Regions from separate parts of the Pan troglodytes genome. Here all the other regions are linked to region 1. The links are chromatin contacts, called in public Hi-C maps. All regions are on one chromosome and are shown on one strand. Each heading gives the region's core, a stretch centred on a gene start, on an enhancer-like site or on the middle of the called end of the contact. The rest is flanking DNA. Distances are from core to core; before and after follow the strand shown. Region 1 has its middle 29 kb from the start of RIPOR2. Region 2 holds the start of C6H6orf62 (chromosome 6 C6orf62 homolog). Region 3 holds the start of GMNN (geminin DNA replication inhibitor).

The links. Hi-C and Micro-C count contacts between places; a contact is called where the count stands out from the background.
Region 2: a contact with region 1 is called in a Hi-C map of stem cell-derived neural progenitor cells, with 4 times the contacts expected there. The contact joins the promoter of C6H6orf62 here to the enhancer-like site in region 1. A contact is called at or near these places in 1 of 7 Hi-C or Micro-C datasets (stem cell-derived neural progenitor cells) and 1 of 1 datasets of contacts at active chromatin or transcription factors (stem cell-derived excitatory neurons).
Region 3: a Hi-C map of stem cell-derived neural progenitor cells shows a contact between it and region 1, with 2.8 times the contacts expected there. The contact joins the promoter of GMNN here to the enhancer-like site in region 1. A contact is called at or near these places in 1 of 7 Hi-C or Micro-C datasets (stem cell-derived neural progenitor cells) and 1 of 1 datasets of contacts at active chromatin or transcription factors (stem cell-derived excitatory neurons).

What each region holds. Positions count from the first base shown.
Region 1 is chr5:31,036,630-31,039,358 of NHGRI_mPanTro3-v2.0_pri, reverse strand. No RefSeq gene overlaps it. Among named protein-coding and RNA genes, the nearest start is that of RIPOR2, 29 kb to the right of the region's middle. Within about 2 kb of position 1,393, at least 1 of the 24 cell types and tissues checked has an H3K27ac peak or open chromatin away from gene starts, as enhancers often do. A contact at or near this core is called in stem cell-derived neural progenitor cells, where this site is marked.
Region 2 is chr5:30,692,466-30,695,194 of NHGRI_mPanTro3-v2.0_pri, reverse strand. It overlaps C6H6orf62 (chromosome 6 C6orf62 homolog), which reads left to right and starts at 1,312. Exons shown (of 5, transcript XM_009450597.5): 1 at 1,312-2,729.
Region 3 is chr5:30,745,951-30,748,679 of NHGRI_mPanTro3-v2.0_pri, reverse strand. It overlaps GMNN (geminin DNA replication inhibitor), which reads right to left and starts at 1,365. Exons shown (of 7, transcript XM_001171928.6): 1 at 1,005-1,365.

The sequences.
Region 1 (2,729 bases), core at 144-2,643:
TTTTAAGAAATTGCACCAGCCACCCTAGCCTTCAGCAACTACCACCATCAAGGCAAGGCCCTCAAGGAGCAAGATTACAACTCGCTGAAGGCTCAGATGACCATTAGCATGTTTTTTAGCAATGAACCATTTTTTAAATTTATATATATAATTGGTTTTTAGACATAATGCTCTTGCACATATAATGAACTATAGTATAGTATAAACATAACTTTTATATGCACTGGGAAACCAAAAAATTTGTGTGTGACTCATTTTCTTGAGATATTTGTTTTCTTGTGGGGGTCTGGAATCAAACCCACAATAACTCTGAGGTATGCCTGTAAATAATATATAATGTATATGTGCATGTGTGGGTGTGTGTAAGTGTGCATGCATGTGCGTGTGTGTGTGTGTGTAACTCCAAGGACAAAGATGTGAAGCACTTACACCAATCTATTAACAGGGAGAAGAAAGACAGGAAGGTAATGGGATCTTCTACCTCTTACTCTATATGCTTCTGTACCATGTAAATGTATTACTATAAAGCATTTTTATATTTGTTGTGGAATTAGAAAAACAAAAACATTAGTATATATAACATTGTAAACCCTTAACTCCACCGCTGTAACTCAGTTATAATATTTTTAGTATTCTTTTCTAGCTTTATTAAATATTTCTATTTTTAGTTAGATATTTTATATCTTCTTAGACATCATGTTTTCATATTACTACATGTTAAAATAATTATAATATTCCATATTCTGAATGAGCCATAGCTTCAACTTTTCTTCAATTGTTGACTATTAAACAATCTTATGAAGAATACCATCCATATTACATTTTTCATGTTTTAAATTCTTTTCTTGCAAGAAAATTCTTGAAATTGGATTATGGAATCAAAGGATATGAACAATTGTTCTGATGCATCTCAGTCTTCCAGTGAATGTGCAGGCCCATGTAACATGGACAGTCTTCTGTGTTCTCCCTAAACATATATTTCCCATGGTGCTCCACAATGTTAATTCTGCAGAAGCTACCACTCTGCTGTTTGCAAATGTTACTCGTGCACTCTTTCTTTTCCAAAAATGCCTTCAACACCTTTAAGGGGATAATGTTTTCTGAGAAACAACGAAAACCTTATTCAGTGCCTCCATATATTCTAAAGCATTAACCAAACGTAAGAAAAAAGATATCAGAACTTTGCCTTCTTGTCATGGCCATGATATTATTTTAACAGCTAAAAATCAAGGTTAGTTGAACCAAAAAAATAGTTAAACTAGAATTGTAAGAATAAGTATTTTCCCTGTGGACTCAATTTTAATTTGAATGGAGAAAATGCTACCTTGAACAGTTGCAAGTAGGTACATTAGGAAACTGCAATGAGCCTATGTTGTCGACAGGTGGCGGAAGAGGACCACATCAAACCCCTGCCGCCGGCACACTAGTTCCTTTTTGCCCCTTTGAAAGCTGTAGCTGTGGACTCCATGAGGACTTCAAAGTAATTAAAGCGGCTGCCTTTCACCTTTTCAAGAGTTTGTTTCATCTGATGTATCTAGGAAGAGAGGGGCTTCCTTTGGGGTCCCAGTGGTCCCTTGGAAGCTCGCCCTTGGGTCTTCACACAGATACCCCCTCCACCCTGTAGCGTCCTGTTCACCCCACTGCCTTGCAGGCTGATGTGCGGCACGCTTCACCGAAGCTTTTGGGTATTTAAGGACACTACAGAGCAGAAGGTTAAAAATTAAAGTTTTATGCTAAGTATGACTTCCTCTTATTTTGGTGAAAAACTAACCTTCCTTCCTTCCTCCCTTCCTCCCTCCCTCCCTTCCTACCTTCCTCCCTCCCTCCCTTCCTTCCTCCCTCCCTCCCTTCCTCCCTCCCTTCCTTCCTCCCTCCCTTCCTTCCTCCCTCCCTCCCTTCCTCCCTCCCTCCCTTCCTACCTTCCTCCCTCCCTTCCTCCCTCCCTCCCTCCCTTCCTCCCTTCCTACCTCCCTCCCTCCCTCCCTACCTTCCTCCCTCCCTCCCTTCCTCCCTCCCTTCCTCCCTTCCTCCCTCCCTCCCTTCCTCCCTCCCTTCCCTTCCTTCCCTTCCTTCCTGAATGAGATGGAAGATCTCACTATGTCTCCCAGGCTGGCATCAAACTCCTGGGCTCTATCAGTGTTCCCACCTCACCCTCCCTAGTAGCTGGGACTACAAGCATGCCCCACCACACCCATCTCTAAGGCTCCCTTCACAGGAGGGTGCCTTGGGATGCACAGAACTCCTAATCATTCTTTCCTGCTCTCAAATCCAGGCCTCTTTATAGGGAGAGGGAAAAAAAATGTATCTCTCCTTCCTATCTCACCCAGGCATTCTTCACCCAAGATTTAGGAGACCTCTTCCACTCAAAGGAAGTCATCCTAGGACCTCATAGAAACTCATCCTAGGACCATGCCTGTTCCTAGGCAGTGCATTTCCAAATGAAATATTCACACTAATAATTCCTCAATGGCTTCATAGATGCAATCAGCCACCACCTGTATCACTGCAAGACCCCGGGGTCCATGGCTGAGAGGGAGGGAGCCCTGCTGGCTTTGGACTTCAAGGCCTCCTGGCATCCAGGGCAGGCAGGTACACTCTTAGTATGGCTGTCTTAGAGATCTTCCCATGGCTAAACATGCAGGTGAAGGTGGACTCAAACCCACAGACCTTTGAGCAATAAATGTTTATTTTCCCAGAAAGTTGTCTCCATTTTTAGGAAGGAAGGGATA
Region 2 (2,729 bases), core at 63-2,562, 340 kb after region 1:
GCTCACTGCAATCTCCGCCTCCCGGGTTCAAGCGATTCTCCTGCCTCAGCCTCTCGAGTAGCTGGGACTGCAGGCGCCTGCCACCAAGCCAGGCTGATTTTAGTATTTTCAGTAGAGACGAGGTTTCACCATGTTGGCCAGGCTGGTCTCGAACTCCTGACCTTAGGTGATCCGCCTGCCTCGGTCTCCCAAAGTGCTGGGATTACAGGCGTGAGCCACCATGCTCGGCTTACTTTTAAAAATCTTTCTTTTTTAAACCAACGCTCTAAACTACGTGACATTTTCTGTTTTATCTCTGTGAGCTTTCCATGGTTACATGATTTTGAAAACAAATCAGCAAAGCACTAGCAAAATGCAAGCTGTATCTTCCGAGATTAGAAGTTATTTGGAAATCTCAGGACTCTCATCCTTTGGTTCTGGACAATTTATATTGAAGGGTGGGTACCAGTTATTCTTTTGGCTCATGGCTGAAATAATGTTATTACAGCTGATCTGTTTTGACTTCACGAAGTGAAAAGTAGTAATTGGGGTCCCAATGGACTTCTAAAATCTCAGAGTAGCCAATGAATATAAAAGCATTGCTTATGTGGAGTATTGACCTTTGCTAAGTACTTAACATAACTGTGTTTTAAAGAGCACATTAGAGCTTTGAAAAATGGACTCAACGCTTTTTGGTGCCAAGGACGTGCGATTCGGCGGCAAACGTTTCGATGAAGACAGTGAACCACCTAAAGGGCAGGCTGTAGGTCTGAGGTCTTGGGGGATTCTAACAGAAAGTGTGTTCTGACAGCAGTGGGTAAAAATCCACGAGTCAGACTGGGCTGCTCCTCTCCTAAGCCACAGCAGCAACGTCTGAACAGCGTCTTTGACCTTGTTCGAAGCTTGAGGACCGCCCTCCCTGCCTGCGCACGTGGCGGGGTGGGGACAGAGGCAATTAGCACTAACATGAGACATCTGCTCCCGCACGCCGTTTAAATTCCAGGTGTCGAATTGAGTTCTAGATTTGTTGCCGCAGGATACCGCGGGGCCGACCCCCAGGACTAACTAATTATAAGAATCGAAATAAGAATCTTCCAATCTCCAACACACACTTTCCTTTTCCTTCTTTGCTCCGCCCCTACCCTCGCCCACTCTCCGCCGACTTCCGCAGTTTTGGCCCGCCCAGGTTGCTAGTTCGGCTCTGTCCCGCGCCCAGCCTGACTCTGAGAGGCTGACGAGACTCGGGAAGTGCGACTCCATCCGGGTGTTTTGTTGAGGATGGTTGAGGACGTGCTTTTATGACGACATCGGGGCGGGGCGAAGAGCCAACTCAGGAGACTGGGACTTCCTGAAGAAGGGGGGGCGGAAGGAGTGGCGGGGAGCCCCCTTTCCACGCCCCTTGGATACTCCATACTGGAGGAGAGAGGAGTCTCAACTCTCAAACTCCCCTTTTGAGGGGCGATTACTGAAATGGAGAGGTTAAATTCAAAGACTCCACTTTTAAAAGACCTGTCCCTATTCCGTACTCTTGATCTGTTTTCCGCTTTTTCGGTAACCTTGAAAACTTTCCCACCTCTAATCCTTTCTCCCCCTTTGATTCTGCGCAAATGGTGGGGTCCCGCAGGGCGCGCAGTCGCAGTCACACCGGGGCGGTGCCGGTGAGAGGCGGGTGACGCAGCGGCCGTCGCTGCCATTTTAAGTTGTTTGTTCTCGCTTCTTTTCTCAAACGCGACTCTGCCCCGGACCCGGGAGGCGCCCGAGGCCTTCGCCGCTTCTGCAGCCACCGGCGGGGGGGGGAACGAGGCAGTACCGCCGCGGACGCTCACCAACCGCTTCGGCTTTTCCCCCCTCCGGGTCTCCTCGACCTTTCCTGAGAGCCGGAATCCGACTGTAGGGGGAAAAAAGACTCAAGAGCAGATGCTTGAACTGAAATAACTTTATTTTGGGGGGTTACTTTGCTGACCGTTAGCGCAGGGCTTCCTTTCCCTTTCCCCTCCGCCGCCAGTACCAATCCAACTCCCCATCTTTCTCTTTGTTTTTCCTCTTTTTCTTTTTCTCTCCCTGTTGCTGCTGTCTCCGCGTCCTTCTCCTCCGTTGCCGCCCAGGGCGCCGAGCCAGACTATGGGTCCCAGGTGGGGGCTGAGCGGCGGCAGCAGCGCGGGCGGTCCAGTCACGGTGCGCACTGCAGCGGGGATGGAGGGGCTCAGTTGGCTGGTGGTTTTCTCTTGACATGGCTCCTGCCCGTGCTACCAGCAGCGCCCCCGCCGCCGCCGCCTCTTCCGCCGCCGCCACCGCTCCGCCCGCAGGCTGCGGCTAGAGGGCCCAAACCCCGCCCTAGAGTCGTCCGTGAGTCCCGGGCTCCGCGGGGACAGGGAGGGGATTTCCCCGTCACCCACCCCGCCCTAGCTGCCTCAATTCCACCCCCTGCCCCTCGGGAAACAAACTGACGACCCCACCCTAAACAATTCAAACTCTGGAAACATGGTCTGTTCAACGTGAGAGAGCTAATCCGGGAACTTAATTTTTTGGGGGGAGGGTGGGTGGGCTTACTTTAGAAGTAATATTAACACAATTATTTTCTTTTTTTTCCCCCACTGAACCTTCCCATTTACCCTCTCCCGCCTACTCCACCCGGGCGGGAATTGTTTCCACGATGAAATGAGTGAAAACCTGAGTGATCCTGTGTCTCCCGTGGTGCGAGTGAGTCGCTGCCGCTGAAGGCAAGGGGTGGGGGTGGGACCTGGGGGGGT
Region 3 (2,729 bases), core at 116-2,615, 290 kb after region 1:
TGTAGTCCCAGCTACTCGGGAGGCTGAGGCAGGAGTATCGCTTGAACCGGACAGGTGGAGGTGGCAGTGAGCCGAGATCCTGCCACTGCACTCCAGCCTGGGCAACAGAGCGAGACTCCGTCTCAAAAAAAAAAAAAGCTTAGAAAACAAAACAATCTAATTTGTGCGGGCATCCTGCTATTTTCTACTCTATTTCATGTTAAGAAAATGGTGTTCGGGCCCCAGTAAACAGACCCCACGCAATGTTCTTCAAACTGCGGGTCGCGGGCCATGATCTCGAAATTATTTAGTGAGTCATGAGCAACACTGCTTAGAAAAATGCAACTGAACAGAATGGAATTGAAGAGACGAGAAACATTGCTTCCATCAACGTCTCATTTGGTTAGATAGCTGTGTCCTAGGTTGCGACGTAAAACGTACCTTAGTGTGAAAAAAGCTGAAAGCCACTTAGCATTCTAATCCTTCACAAGTTTCCCACGCCTGTCAGCGACCTTGCAACCCTTACTTGCTTGTTATTCTCCAGATCCTTTAATAGCTAGATTAAAAACCCTGGCACAGGACAGGGTCCATGCGAAACCCGTATCAACAACGCCAGTATCCGTTTAATGGGAGACGCAGGATTCAGCCACCTCTTTCCATGAGCCAAATTTGCAGATCCCTCAGATCAGGACCAGCCACTTAACTGCCAAGAGGATGGATGCTTCGCCTCATCCCCACAGCTGGCACGCCCAGGCTGAGTCCCTTACCCGCGTTGCACTCCCCAAGCCCGGACCCAGCCAACTTGTCCCGGAGGCCCAGCGCCAGGCTAGGGGGCGGGCAGTGTGGCCCCGCGCGTCCGAACCTACCAACCGCGGCGCGCGCCTCGGGAACTGCGCCAGCCAGCCAATAGGAAGCGCGGAAGTGAGAGCGCGCCAAAACCGACCCAGCCAATGGGGCAGTCCCTCGACTCACCTCCCAACCCCGCCCCGGCTCCCGCGACCGTTCAACAACCCCTTCGCCCTTACCCCGGCCGCGGCCCCGCAGCTGTCAAAGTAGGACGCGGCTTCAGAGGTTGGCCGGAGGGAAAGCGAGTCGTCTAGAGGCTGTGCGCCTTGCGCCCCTGCGCACCCACTTCCTGCCGCCTCTTGCCCACTTACTGGGTGGAGACGCTCAATCCTCGTAGCGAACGCAGGTAGCTATGGCTGCAGCACCTCGCAAAAGGCCACAGCTCACCTACGCTGATCCCCACGGTCGCTGGAGTGCCCAGCGCGCCCTGCAGTAAAGCCCTGCTAACTCCGCTCGCCCGCTCCGAACAACCACGTGACCAACTGACGCACACGAGGGGCGGGGCCTCTGGATCCCGCGAATCGCCTCTTCCCTCGGCCCCGCCCCTTCCTGCGCCTGCGCGGTCAACGGTAGCGAATACTTGAGGACCGTGGGGGTTTTCTGCGGGCTGTGCCCTTTGACCCTCCCCTCCGACCCTGCTCTTGGAACTTCCTAAAAATGCAAAGTTTTAGCCCTTTACGAAAGGGAGAAAGATTTGCCTCCATTAGTCGTTAGCACCGGAAGAACAAAATATTGTATGTGCATATATATTAATATGTAGTACACGACATATATTTGTGTAAAGCCCTGGCTCCACGGACTCGTAGTTGTATTAGGGGCTTTTATATTTTGGCTTTTTGTGTTTTGACTATGGTGTGGTGCAGTAGGAATTGTTCAGGAGACAACCGATTATCAGTTAATCCTGCAGCTATTCATTGAGCGCCTTATACGTGCCAATTACTACTGTTCTAGGCACTGAAATTACAACTGCTGTTGCAATTTGAAGGAGCAGAAACACCTTGGTAATAATTACGTCTAGCCTTTTCTTTGTTTCTTTTTTTTTTTTTTAATTGAAACGGAGTCTCGCTCTGTCACCCAGGCTGGAGTGCAGTGGCGCGATCTGGGCTCACTGCAAGCTCCGCCTCCCGGGTTCAAGCGATTCTCCTGCCTCAGCCTCCCGAGTAGCTGGGACTACAGACAAAGGGAGACCCTGTCTCAAAAAAAAATTAATTTTAAAATATTTTAAAAATAAAAAGCAGAAGGAAGGCGTTATCGAGTACAAATAAGGGACATATTACCAAATGCAATGTATGGATCTCGTCTGAACTAAACACTGTATTTAAAAAAATACCCAAGGGAAATTTGAACGCTGACTGAATATTTTGGGATGGTAAGATATGAGTTGTTTAAGGTTACCTGATTAGCAATGGGTTAAAAAAAGAGATTAGTTGTAATGACAATATTGTGGGTTTTATTGTAATAGCTTCTACCTATAAATGGTAATTACAGATGAAATTTTATACCATATATTTTCTTTGAAATAATTATAGAGAGAAGCAAGGGAAAAGGTGTAAATCAAGCTTTCTCAGTATGGGCTGTATTGACATTTTAGACTGGGCAAATTGTTCGTTGTGGGGGCTGTCCTGGGCATTGTATGCTGTTTAGCAGCATCCCTGGCCTCTACCCTCTAGCTACCAGGAGTACATCCCAATTGTGAAGACCAAAAATGTCTGCAGACCTTGTCAGATAACCTTCCGCAGGGCAAAATCATCCCCAGTTGAGAACCACTGGTATGAATAAAACAGTATTGGCCTTGTGTTGATAACTGCTGAGGCTAGTATGGATGAGTACATGAAGATTTTTTATTCACTCTCTCTACTTTTATATATGTTTGGAATTTTCAATAATAATTTTTTTTTTTTTTG